Linked DNA regions of Mus musculus: region 2 is linked to region 1. Evidence: chromatin contacts called from public promoter capture Hi-C data. All regions are on one chromosome and are shown on one strand. Each heading gives the region's core, a stretch centred on a gene start, on an enhancer-like site or on the middle of the called end of the contact. The rest is flanking DNA. Distances are from core to core; before and after follow the strand shown. Region 1 holds the start of Adap1 (ArfGAP with dual PH domains 1). Region 2 holds the start of C130050O18Rik (RIKEN cDNA C130050O18 gene).

What was found. Capture Hi-C pulls out chosen DNA fragments and counts their contacts.
Region 2: a promoter capture Hi-C map of pancreatic islet shows a contact between it and region 1. The contact joins the promoter of C130050O18Rik here to the promoter of Adap1 in region 1. A contact is called at or near these places in 5 of 39 promoter capture datasets (the C10 cell line, the SN4741 cell line, liver and 1 more), 6 of 484 Hi-C or Micro-C datasets (B cells, the HL-1 cell line, brown adipocytes and 3 more), 2 of 115 datasets of contacts at active chromatin or transcription factors (the HPC-7 cell line and embryonic stem cells) and 3 of 9 other capture datasets (adipose tissue, liver and pancreatic islet).

The regions. Positions count from the first base shown.
Region 1 is chr5:139,323,848-139,327,065 of GRCm38.p6, reverse strand. Adap1 (ArfGAP with dual PH domains 1) reads left to right here and starts at 1,602. Exons shown (of 11, transcript NM_172723.4): 1 at 1,602-1,785. The coding sequence starts at 1,704.
Region 2 is chr5:139,403,514-139,406,731 of GRCm38.p6, reverse strand. It overlaps C130050O18Rik (RIKEN cDNA C130050O18 gene), which reads right to left and starts at 1,448. Exons shown (of 3, transcript NM_001384195.1): 1 at 1,325-1,448; 2 at 160-300. The coding sequence starts at 238. The region is part of intron 2 of 3110082I17Rik (RIKEN cDNA 3110082I17 gene); the gene reads left to right.

The DNA.
Region 1 (3,218 bases), core at 353-2,852:
TGTCTCTCGGGTTTGCTGTCACTCTAGTTCTGTCATGCATACGTGTGCCTCAGTTTCCCTGACTATAAAATGGGGGTTGAATAAGAAAGCATAGGTGGCACTCCATGCTTGTTATTTGAGCACTCAAGAGACGGTGGCAGGATTGCTGCAAGTCTGAGACTGACTGGATTACTAGAGACCTGGGACACAACTACTACCATTAGTCTATTTTTGTCTTGATTCTGTATTTTTGTTGCTTGTTTGTTTGTTTGTTTTTAAAGACTGGGTCTCGTATAGTCCAGGTTGTTCTCCTCATACTAGATGTGTAGCTGAGGATGGCCTTGAACAGCGGATCCTCCTGCCTCGACCTCCTGGGCACTGAGAGTAGAGGCATCCGTCAGTACTCCTAGGTTCTGTGGTGCCGAGGACACAATACGCAGCTCGGTGAATGCTGGGTAAGCTCTCTATCCATTGAACCACTTCCCCAGCCCCCAGCAGTCTGCATTTTGCTTCATTCTCCAAGCTCCTGCTGTGTGCCAGGTCTGGAGCCAGGCTCCAGTAGGCTTCAGGAGAAAAACATTAGATCCGTTAAACAACAAGCCTACAGCGCCACCGGCCTCAAGACCTCCAAAATGTGCATTGGGGCAGGTTGCATGTTCTGTCTCCTGATCCCAAAACAAGTTCTGCAATGGCATGACAGCCAGGTCAGGAGGGACAGATGCCCCTGGCAAGACAACAGCCTCAGCAGAGGGCCACCAGGTGGAGTCGGCCAGGATTGCAAACGTTCATGACATCAAAGTAGACACTCAGAAAGACAATGTGCAGTAAAGCAGCATGACATACGTGGTGGGACAAAACGGACCCTTCCTCCCCAGGAAGCAAGAGAGAGCATAACGAAGAGGCTAGGGTCCCAACAACCTAACTTCCTCCCAGTAGCCCTGACCACACTATAGCATCACCGTGGGGACTGTGCCCTTAACCCAGGGGCCTTTGCGGGGCAGGGAACACTGTGGGGCCAAATCATAGAGCAACCAACACCCTGGCTGTGACATATTAGCAGGAGTAGACTCTCAGGAGGCTTTGGAGATGGCTTTCATTTCTCAGTTGGGTGTGGCCATTGGCTTCTAAATGGCTACTATTGCGTTTATAATGGAGAAAATGGAATTTGAAAAGAAATGCTAGGGCCAGTTAAAGAAGCAGACACCCGGCTCTGGGAGGGAGCGGGCCAGAGATCAGGAAGGGTGTGGCCAGTTCTTGTCCTATCTCTTGGAGATGAGACTATAGACTTGGACACGTGTGAGGGTGGAGCCCTTCGATCCTTTTAGTACTGGAATTTGTCATTCATAGGTAGGGCTAGCCTGAGCTGCCCGCGACCTCAGCTTCAACCCAACAGGCACGCTTGCGTGTTGGGTGGCCCATCCTTCCGCAGCGCGGGTTCCCTGCGACCCCGCCCCAGGTGGACCCGTTGAGGCCGGGCTCTCCAAGAGGCCGCTCCCTGTCCGCGCCGCTGGGGGCCGCCCGCGGGCCGCGCCGTCCCGGGCGCGCCGTGCGTTACTCCCCGGTCCCCGCGCGCGCAGCTCCGCTCAGGGCGGCCCCGCGCGGCGACACGATCGGGGCCGGCGCGCGGGCTGAGCGGTGGCGATGGCGCAAGGCGGGCGGCGGGCGCGCGGCGCGGGGCCCTAGCGGGGCGGGCGTGCTCGGGACGGCGCGGTGGCCGCGCAGCCATGGCCGGGGAGCGGCGCCGGGCGCTGCTGGAGCTACTGACGCGGCCGGGGAACACGCGCTGCGCTGACTGCGGAGCCCCGGGTAGGTGCGGGACGGGCGGAGGCGCGGGGTGCGGCCGGGTGGACAGGACTGCGTGGGGGGCGCGGGGGATGGGGACGCGCCACGCGCTGGGTCCTGGCTGGGTTGGGGCGCGGCCCGGGTGCACCTGCCGGCGTCAGGGACTGGCAGTGGTGAGGCGCAGCATCCGGAGGGCACCTCGCGGGCTCCGTGCGACCTGTGCCGCCGACTCCCCTCCCCCGCCGGGCTGCGTGTCACGCTGTCACCCGCAGCCGCCTCCCCTCCCCAGCCTTGCGAAACCTTGGCGTCTCGGGGTATTAAAAAAAAAGAGGAAATCAGCAGGGGCGGTTGGCTTGCAAGGAAAGCGGCCAGTGAGCCCAGGGTGTCTGCCAGGGAGTATGGGGTCCACCTGGTTCCCAGCTACCTGGAGATGACGTCATGGCATCCCTGCCTGGGGCCACCGTCTTGTACAGACTCAAGGCTGGGGGAGGATGCAGAGCCTTGGGTGGCCCTGTGAGGACATTCTGGCCATGTGCCTTTGGCTCTCTCTACCTAGCTTCTCTGGGATCAGGACAGTCGGGGACAGGTGGGAGTCATAGACGCATATGTCAGACATCTTCCAGACTTTGTCCCTTGGTTGCTCCAGGTTTGGAAGGATTTGTAGGGGCCAGAACACAGGGGCTCAGGATTGGCTATGGAAAAAGGGCCGGGTTCTCTGACCAGCTGGCAGGCTCTGAGAGCTGGCCCTCCCAGGCCGATCCTATCTGGGTATGCAGGTGGGGACAGGGCATTTCAGGGATATCAGGGGGCCCTAGCATGAACCCCTCAGAACATACCAGGAATCAATTCCTTGGGGACTTAACTCTATCTCCCTGAGATGCAGGCGGAAAGCCTGCAGTCTGTAAATAGGACCTCCTTCCCATCTCTCCCCCACATCCCCGCCTCTGGGCTGAAGAGTGCCAGCCTGAGGCTGAGAATCTGCTAGCCAATAGTAAGTGCATGCCACCCCAGGGGCCCTGGTGTCCCTGGGAGGAGACATTGACCAAGCTTCAGTGGGAAGTAGGCAAGATGAAGTAGCCCTTTCCTGGTCTCTTGGGGCACCGCAGGGCCCTGACGGTGGTGCAGCGGGGTGGTGCCTCCCTGGTGCTATGTGGTACTGCTGCCAGCTGGCCTGGCTCAGTGGACTCTCCCCACCTCCCTCTCTCAGACCTGCCTTTCAACTTGTTTAGGAAAGCTGGCTATGCTGGAGTCCCCTGTAAGGAGGGCTGATGGGTTGCCCAGCTTCCAAGCCTGACTTGTGGGGGGGGGGCAGCAAACCCCACGAGAGAAGCTGGCCTAACCTCGTATTCCTTGGCCACCCAGCCAGAACAGCTTTTACTTTCCCTAGACCTCCTGGCCTGAGCAGGAGGAAGAAGGGGCTTCCAGAAGGCTCAATAGGAACCACCCTACACCATTCA
Region 2 (3,218 bases), core at 199-2,698, 80 kb before region 1:
AACGTAACAGAACTGACCTGTCCCATAAAGAAATTGGTTTGCACAAACTTCCCACAGCTGTGAGTGGCCCCTGGGTACATTCACTGGTCACTCAGAGGCAGGAGGACAAGCTGGGTAAGCAGGGCCGCTTCCTCTCCAGGACATAAAAACAGTGCTCACCTGTGCCAGCCTGAAATCCACACAACGCTCTGTCAGCACTGGGGGGTTGCCGTGAGGCTGGGGCATGCTCTCTGTTCATCCAGTCTTCCCTCCATTGCTCTACACTCTCCAAAGACAGGCTGGCACAGACGCCCTCAGTACCTAAGGAAAAACAGGATTTGGCCTGGAGTCGTCCAAACCACACACTGTGTTTAAGCGGGCTATGGTTGGACCATGTGACCTAGAAGAATCTAAATGGGCCTATGTCTGAGGTGGAAGAGTGATGTGTGTGTGTGTGTGTGTGTGTGTGTGTGTGTGTGTGTGTGTGTGTCTGAGAGTTTCCAGGGCTTTCTTGCAGAAGTGTGCTGGCCACTCGCAGAAGGTCCCTCCCAGAAGGCAAAGACATTTGTAACCTAAAATAGGAGCTGAAGCCCCACCCAGCAGGAAAAAGTCCTCCCAGCGAGTACAAACCAGTGCATGGAACCTTGCCACATGGATGAGGGTCTTGTCCCTCTGTCCCTGGCACAGGGTGACTCAGGACAGTGGACACTCCAATCTGGATAGCAGGTGACACCTGGCACCCCTTACTATCCTTGCACCAATGGCTGCAGCTGCATCTCGGAGTTGCCTGGGATGGGGCTGTGCCTAGACATGACGCCAGATTGCACATCTGCTTGTGTCGTCTCTCTGGGCCTTGCTCAGGATGCCATGATGCTGGCTGAGATGAGTTTTGAAGAGAGAGCCCCAGCCAGATGAAGGTAAACGGTCTTGAGAATACTTTAAAGATCTCAAAGTGCAGTGGGCTTTACCCTCACCCCTGCCCGCTCCCGGGTATGCCTACTTCTGCAGTGTTGCAGGCTGGTCATGCGGTATCAGCCCCAAGCTGCCCTGTGGTACTGGTCTCAGGCAGTTCCTTCAGCCTCCTGAGTGCTGTAGGAGAGCCATCCCAGCGCTGTGCCTGGGGCCTCTGGGTAGTTCCTGTGTGGCGTACTGCTGTCTGACTTGAGGGGTGGGGGTGGGGAATGGTGTTAGAAATCCATTAACTGGGGACCTGGACTCCTGAGTGCATTTTCAGCCCTGAATGCCAGATGCTGCCCCGGAGAGGAAGAATCTAGTGGGAGAGAAGTCTGAGGAGGCACTAATGTCTCAGGTCTCATCTCAGTGGCCCCCCTTTTCCCCTCCCTACCTGGTGTGTGATGAGCGGCTATCAACCCACAACTCCGGGCCAGCTTCCTATGTGTCCCTGTGTGTCCCCCTCCTGGCTGCGAGGTCAGTGTGGTAGCATTCAGCTCAAGGACTCTAAGGCCAGTGGGGCCACCTCTGGTACTTCCTTATTTGATGACAATTCTCAGGGTGGCTACTGGCTATGACCTTCCTAATGGCCTTTGACAGTTCTGCAAAACCCTATTGTGTCACTCCTGAGAATGGCCCCTTGCGTATCAGGCTTCCATGACAGGATGTGGCCTGTGGGCTCACCGGCTAGCCTCCTTTGCCTCACTTGGGCTTTGTCCCACAGTGAGTGCCTAGGCCTTCTCCTGGGGACTGAACAGGCAGGCACAGACGTAGGGTGGGGACCCTGGGGCTGATAACCCTCTTTGTTTCAAATTCTGTTTATCTGCTGGTAAGGGAAGTATAGACTGCTCTGAGGCCCACCACTGTGCCCTCTGTGTGTCACACACCCTGTCCCCTGGTGAAGAGACAATCCCATGTTAACAGTCTTCTTCTGGAACCATCTTCTACTTGTCACAGAGAGGTACCTAGTGGCACCTCCAGGCCCAAAGGGAGGAGCTCTGGGGACAGGCCGTGGAACTAGAGGCTCTGCAGCTTAGCTGGAGCCGAAATGAGGTAGTGACCAGCCTGCCCCAGCCTCAACAGCTCAGACACTGGAACTTCAGAGGGACTGCAGCGCAGGCTGCAGTCAGTGCACAGATGTGTAGCCCAAGCCTTTATACCTTGGTGTGGCCCTGCATGTCCTCGGGTCCTAATGTTTCCCCTGACTCATGCTGGACCTTAGGCTGAGCCAGTCCGTGGGACACCCCTGGCTCTTGGGTGTGCCTAGACAGAACTGTGGCTCCTCTCTCCACATTCACTATTGTGTGAGCTTTGGAGTTAGACACCCATCTCCAGGCCTTAGTGTCCTGGGAAGTGAGCAATGATAGCCCCCGAGCTCAGGTTGGCCTCTGGGTATGGTGGCTCTCCTGGATGGTGCTGGGTAAATTGATTCTCATGGGCGTTGCAGGGCCCCAGCCATGAACTAACCACCTCCCAGACCATTCCAGCTCAGTGACCACTTCCTTGATGTCACAGGTCTTCTTCAGTTTAAGACCTAAAGCTTAAGCCTAAGCTTGTGATTGCTTGGATGTGTGCTGTTGGCCCCAAAGTGCTGGCCGGAACCTTTGCTCTGACCTGGTAATAGAATCCAGGGAGCTGTGTCCCTGGGCTGCATGCTCACGCTGCTGCAAGCATTTAGAAGCATGTGGCCCCTACATTGCGTGCATATGCTGCCGTGGGAATTCAGAATTGAGGAAGACGTGGCCCCAGACTGCATGCTCATGCTGCTGCAAGCATTCAAGATGATGTGGCCTCTGGGCTGCGTGCACATGCTGCCATGGGATTACAGGAAGACGTGGCCCTCAGACTGTGTGCTTGTGCAACTGTGCTCAGGACCTGCACAGCCCATAGTCCTGCCCCACAGGAGCCCCCAACACCAAGGGCAGAGTCTATGCTGGGTGGGAAGGAGCGGGGGCATACATGTTTTGCATAGGGAAGGAAGGGACAGTGGGTAGGTATGGCTTCCTTCCTCCCTCTTTCCCCTGCCATAGTGTGGTTCCCCACCAGCTGGGAGGCTTTGGCTGTCCCCACCATGGCTCCCCCCTACCTCATTTATCATTTCTCCAGCTGAACCTGTGGTGAGTGTGGTGGCTGCCTTCCTCCCTGTCCCCTCTTAAGGATGCACCTTGGTTTTTGTTTAGTTGGTTTTTTTGTTTTTGAGACCGGGTCTCAGTATGTAGCCCTGCCTGGCCTGGAGCTCACCATGTAGACCAGGCTGGCCTCAGACTCACAGAGTGAGTTTGTCTCTG